Linked DNA regions of Gossypium hirsutum: region 1 is linked to region 2. A link is a contact called in public Hi-C data. All regions are on one chromosome and are shown on one strand. The core of a region is the stretch at or near the end of the contact, and the rest is flanking DNA. Distances in the headings are between cores, read along the strand shown.

Region 1 (2,901 bases), core at 292-2,791, 190 kb after region 2:
CCCCATAAAGTTATGTGTTTGTAGAGAAACTCACTATTAGCCACGAAGTAAATATTATATGCATCAACAGAATATTACTTTATGTTCATCATAAGCTCACTAACATCTAAATGTAGTCAAATTAAAAAGTCTTATTATTGGTTGTCATCATGTGAATAATATGACAATACAGTTGTACAGGAGAAGTTCAACTCACCAGCTCGGGAACATACTCCATTGGACCCTTCACCTTGAGACTCATGATTTTAAACTTAACCTTGCTCTTTTGATCCATTGGCTTTTCATTGTTCTCAGGTTGCTCAACAAACTTAAAGACTAGTAAATCCATTCAAACGAGGAAGTGAAATTCATAAGAATCTTTCAGAAGATAAGACAAACATTAAATATATATTAATTCCAAATTGTCAATGTATAATCAAACTAGAATTAACGGGTGTGTGTACAGAAGGAAGCAATTACCGGTCGCAATGATGCTCTCCCCAGGTGCAAGAATAGCACCTGGTGGGCGCATGAAACAACTCTTGGGCGCTGTAGTTTGAAACTAAACCAACAGAAACAAAAGGTTCATTACAAATCAAAGCAACTGTCATAAAGCACAACATCATTCCACTTCCGTTTCTAATGTATACAGAAAACATAGACAAATAACAAAGACTAATACAACAAAGCAAAATTGAAAATTTTCAAAGGTTTAAGGTTTTTACCTTGAAAGCTGTATATGACTTGCTCGTGTTTTTTATCCTGACCGCGCTCCTCACTTGTTTGCCAGGTTCATCTTCGAAAAAGAAAACGTAATATACAATCAAGAATAAGAGAAAAGATTATTTCCATTTACTTGGAAAAATTTTATACAATTTCTTCCGAAATAAATCGAATTGAAATTTTCCTGATTTAAGTCAAAAGTATTTCAAATAAAGAGTAACAACAAATTTTAGTCCGATTATATCAGCTACTTTAATCAACAATCTTGATTCTGAACAATCTCTACTATAAAATATTTTTTTCAACTTACTGTTAATTTCAAGAAATAAGCATCAAAAGTTTTGCATAATATTGAATCAAACAAACGGGAAATTTAGAATCAGATAAAAAAGCAAAGAAGAATAGTACTTACATGGAAAATAGAGCTTATTAGCCGGATCAAGTTTGAGCCGGCGACGAGTCGGCAAAAGCGACTTGGCGACAGAGGAAACGGAGTTAGCCGAGGCATGATGGTCGGATCCTTCGAGGTGAGGCTGAGTTTGAGCGGAGGAAGAAGACGTCGTACTGCTGGTGTTCCCGGTTTGTCTAAACGGCAGCTTAAAGAACCCCCAAACTTTGCCGTCGTACGATGACTTTTGGTCGGTTTCTATTGCCATCTTATCTCAAAACAAACACGAGGGCATATAGGACACCGTTTCTTTACGTTTCGCAGAGGAAGGAACTTCCACTGCTACTCGAATCGAGAAAGTCGTGACAAGGAAATGAGAGAGAGAGAGAGAGAGAGAGAGGGAGAGAGGGGGTCGGATTTTAGAGCTTGGATTGTACTGTATTTGACTTGGGAGAATTTGAAGTCCGCTTTTCCCCTTTAAAAGTCAATCAATCTCCCAAAAACGACACCGTGTCCAATTTCAATTATTTATTTTAAAAAACCGTTGTTTCGCAGGTAATATCGTCGCCCTTTCTATAAACTGCCGCGGAAAGTAAACGATTCAACCACGACTTTCAGGGTTTTGGAATGGTTTAAGTAATTTTGGTTTGTACTTTCAATTTATTAAAAGATTCACGCGTTTTTCCGTCTTCTATTTATTCAACAGGAAACAGAAATGTCAACAATAGTTTCTTTATGGAAGAAATTTCATTATAACTTTGATTTTAAAAATACCAATTTTGGTTTTATTTATAAACCGTTTTGTTTAATTTCGAAGGATTGATTACCTTATTTATTTTTGTGTTTGAAAGTTAATTAAGGATATAATAACAGAAATAATTAGTGGGAATAACGCGGAAATTGAATCATTGCCTTCATCTGGCCGTCTTTAAGTCTTAAGCAACTAGACTAGATCAGGAAAAAACTAGTAATTTACCATGAATCAAGTTAAGTTAGGCTTCAAAGGGACTTATTTCTATAAAATTATAAGATTACTCCTTATAATTTTTATAGAATTTAAGCTTTAATCCCTATACTTAAAAAGTTAAAAATTAAATGGATTCTAATGTTGAAATTTTAATTTGTTTTTAGTTTATTTGTAAAATATTGTCTAATAAATTTTGATATTTAAAGAAAATGCAGAGTCAAGAGTTCAAATTAAAATATTAAATTTAAAAAATAGAGTTAGAACAAAAAATAATAATAAACTTATTTAAAATATAAGCTTAATTGAATAATAAGCCATTAAATGATACCCTTTCTTTGTTTGAGTAAGGTACTTTGAGTTTGATTTTTTATTGTTATTGAATTAGATACCTAATGTATAATTTCATTAAAAAGAAACTTTTCAGTCAATTAAGAGCTGCTCGTATTTAGGATTTTTTTTTAATTTGAGTTGGAAAAAGGAAATTAATTTCTAAATAAAAATGGGTAAACTACAATAGAGGTCACCCAATTATGGTTTATATTTTCTTTTTTGGCTACCCAATTATAAAAAGTTACAAAATGGTCACTCAATTATTAGTAAATTTCTTTTTTTTGTCACCCAATTAGTCAATTTTCTCTTTTTTTTTATCACCCAACTATCTACTAACTATCGTAAAAATAATTTGTATTTCATCCTAACTAATAATAGCATCATTTAAGAGTCGCCAAGAGTGCTTTGCTTACAGTCCTAGAGAAAGCAGTAATTGTTGCGGCTTGGGATAGAGGAAAGTGATGGGGACAATCGAGTGGGAGGGATGAGATCTCTCTCCTAGTAGAAGAACTCA
Region 2 (2,937 bases), core at 388-2,887:
TTGGCCCCAATTGCCTACTCCACTACCTTAGCTCACTATAACTAAGGATTTTCCCAAATTTACTAATTTGACAACCTTTGAGGACAAGGTTTAACCTTACAGTCTCCTTTAAGATTTATACCCCAAAATCTTAATATATAACTCCCTTAAGGTTTCTACTCAAACCTTAAGAATCAACCCTCTCTCAAAGAGAAATAAATAAGCAAACAAAAAAATAATCCTTACAAGATCAGAATGTTTGCCAATTAAGCACAAATACAAAGAAGAACACTTGAGCTAAATGAATACAATGAAAGCTCACAAGTGTTTACAAGAAAATGTATGAAAGATTTAAACTCTAGGTTGTTTTGATTTATCTTTAAGCTTTGCATATTGCTCTTCTTGTTGCTAAATCTTTGGAAGATAGTATTTATACCCTCTAATTGATTTCCAACTGTTGTGGTTGTTGTAAAAGTGAATATAGCTATTAGGGATGAAATACCAGGTCATAAACTTCACATGTAGCTACGAGTATCGATACCTACTAAAACAGTATCAATATTTTTTGTAATTGATGCAAATTTTAATGACCGTTGGAGCAGGAATATCGATACCTGAGAGATTTATCAATACTTAGCAGAGGTTACAAATTCCAGAATGTCAATTTGGTATTAATTAACAGAGGGGTATCGATATCTTGTAGAATATCGATACTTAGACAAAAAGCATTGATACTTTTTATCCTGGAGCAATTCTAACTTGTTTGAAAATGATTAAAACATATTTGAAAATGTTTGACTCAATTGAAACCATTTTAACTTGATTTTATGAAATTGCTCAACTTTACTTTTATTCAAAAACACTTTAATTTGTTATATCAAAACATATTATCCAATAAGGCTTAGTTTAACAATATGTTATGTAATTTACATTATACGAAAGCTAGATAAATAATACTATAATGTAAATATTAAATAAAGTTAAATTATTAGTATTTAAAAATTTAATAAAATAAAATTTATATAAATTTATTAAATATTAAATATTAAATAAAAATTAACATAATTTTTTATTAAAAAAATTTTAAAAATAATATAATTGAGGGTAAACCCTAACTAAACTATGAAGTTACTAAAATATCCTTACTTTAAAGGTTAATAAATATTATTATAAGGTTAGTTTCAGCATTTTCATATTTTTATATAATTTTCAAAAAAAAATGGAAAACATTATTTAAGAATCAAACACTAATAAATTTATATAAAAAACTCTTGCCATTTTACTAATAGTCATTTAATCATATATTTTTATAAATGTACTGTTTTAATGTAAAATATTTTCATTCACCTCTATTATGGGTGTGATAAAATCTAATAATTAATTAGGATAACAACTATGTATATAGTTGTAATTTAAAAAATATATATGTAATATTATTACTATACATTGATATTGACCTGAACTAGCTTCACCTCAAACATAAACACCTCTCATATAGAAATATACAATTACCATGGTTCAAATCTAAATAGACATGTTTTTCTTTTTTTATATTTCTTAGATAAGATTGAAAAGGAGTGGATAAGTGGAATACAATATTTGGTTACTTTGTCCCTTTCTATCTCCCATTGTCTTTGGTGATATAAAAGAAATTTGGGGTATCACATTCTGATGCTATCATTTTGTTTTTAGATGTTGTTTGGCCCATCTTTCTTTTCTCTTACCCATCTTATTTTCCTCTCTTGTATTCCTATATTCACAACATGCAATTCATATTTTAATATAAAAAAATTATATATTTCAAGCTTTCAATTTTTTAAATATTATTTTACAATTTGTATTCGAGATTTATATTGTTTCTTCTAATGTCTCCCCTAAAAGAATAAAATATGCATTAATATTACCCAACATTTGAAAATATCTATCCAATTATTTCTATGTAAAGTTATATATCAATTCATGAAAATATTAGTTGGTAATGGGGATCAAGATGTAGAAAAGCATCATCATCCTCTCAATAAAGATGATTGGTCAGTGGTCAGTCTCATTATCATGAATACATTTTTGACCCCAAAATATCAGCGTGGATATTTCCACAGCTTTAGCCTTAAGTGCATAAAATATCTGGATAGTGAAAAATCACATCCACAACTAGAAATCCAATTTGTTTGGTCGCAAAAGAAAAAAAATATGCACATTGGCAAAAAAGTCATAACAGTAAAGAAGAGTGGCAGGAGTACTGTAAGAATGATCTCACCTAAATTATAAGTTGCGGTTAATGTTTTTTCCATCCTTCAATTATGTAGTTAAAAATTTGATTTTTAGGCATAAAAATAAAACATATTTAAATTAGATGTTTACTTATTTAAAAAGTAACTGTAGCGGAGAGAATAATCGTTGCTACTAAAATAGACACCATAATTCTAAAAAAAAAAAAAAAATCAACTTGAAAAAATAACCCAATTTCTTTTAACTAATCAAACATTTAATTTGAATAAAAAAAATCACTCTGACACTTATATTATTTTTTTATCAATTTTGGCTCTTGTTCTTTTATTATGTATATCTTGTTGCCTCAACTTAGATTTCGATTAAGAAAAAGATTAAGTCAACCAATAATAAACTATCACGTGTCAAAAAAATAAAAAAAAATTAAAATTTAAAAAAATTTAAAAAATTTAAAAATTTATCAAAAATCATAAAAAAAATCTGAACCCAAAAAATCTAAAAACTTAGAAAATCTATTTTTAAAAAATTGTAAAACTATTTTTAAAATTAAAAATATGCAAAACTTCAAAAAATCAATTCTCATAAAATTTAAAAGTGGGTCTGTTTAGAATTTTGGATTCTCTTTTTAATAAAAATATTATAATTGCATGAAAATTTTGAAGAATCTTATTTATTGAAAATTTTAGGGACTTTTTTCATTTGTTTAAAATTTTGATTTTTTTTTTACTG

The links. Hi-C and Micro-C count contacts between places; a contact is called where the count stands out from the background.
Region 1: a Hi-C map of leaf shows a contact between it and region 2, with 7 times the contacts expected there. The contact joins the promoter of LOC107962154 here to the enhancer-like site in region 2. A contact is called at or near these places in 2 of 34 Hi-C or Micro-C datasets (both in leaf).

What each region holds. Positions count from the first base shown.
Region 1 is chrA06:92,409,731-92,412,631 of Gossypium_hirsutum_v2.1, forward strand. It overlaps LOC107962154 (vesicle-associated protein 4-2), which reads right to left and starts at 1,542. Exons shown (of 7, transcript XM_016898415.2): 1 at 1,115-1,542; 2 at 705-775; 3 at 460-541; 4 at 197-315. The coding sequence starts at 1,358.
Region 2 is chrA06:92,216,769-92,219,705 of Gossypium_hirsutum_v2.1, forward strand. No RefSeq gene overlaps it. Among protein-coding and RNA genes, the nearest start is that of LOC121231746, 80 kb to the right of the region's middle. Within about 2 kb of position 1,638, at least 1 of the 9 cell types and tissues checked has an H3K27ac peak or open chromatin away from gene starts, as enhancers often do. A contact at or near this core is called in leaf, where this site is marked.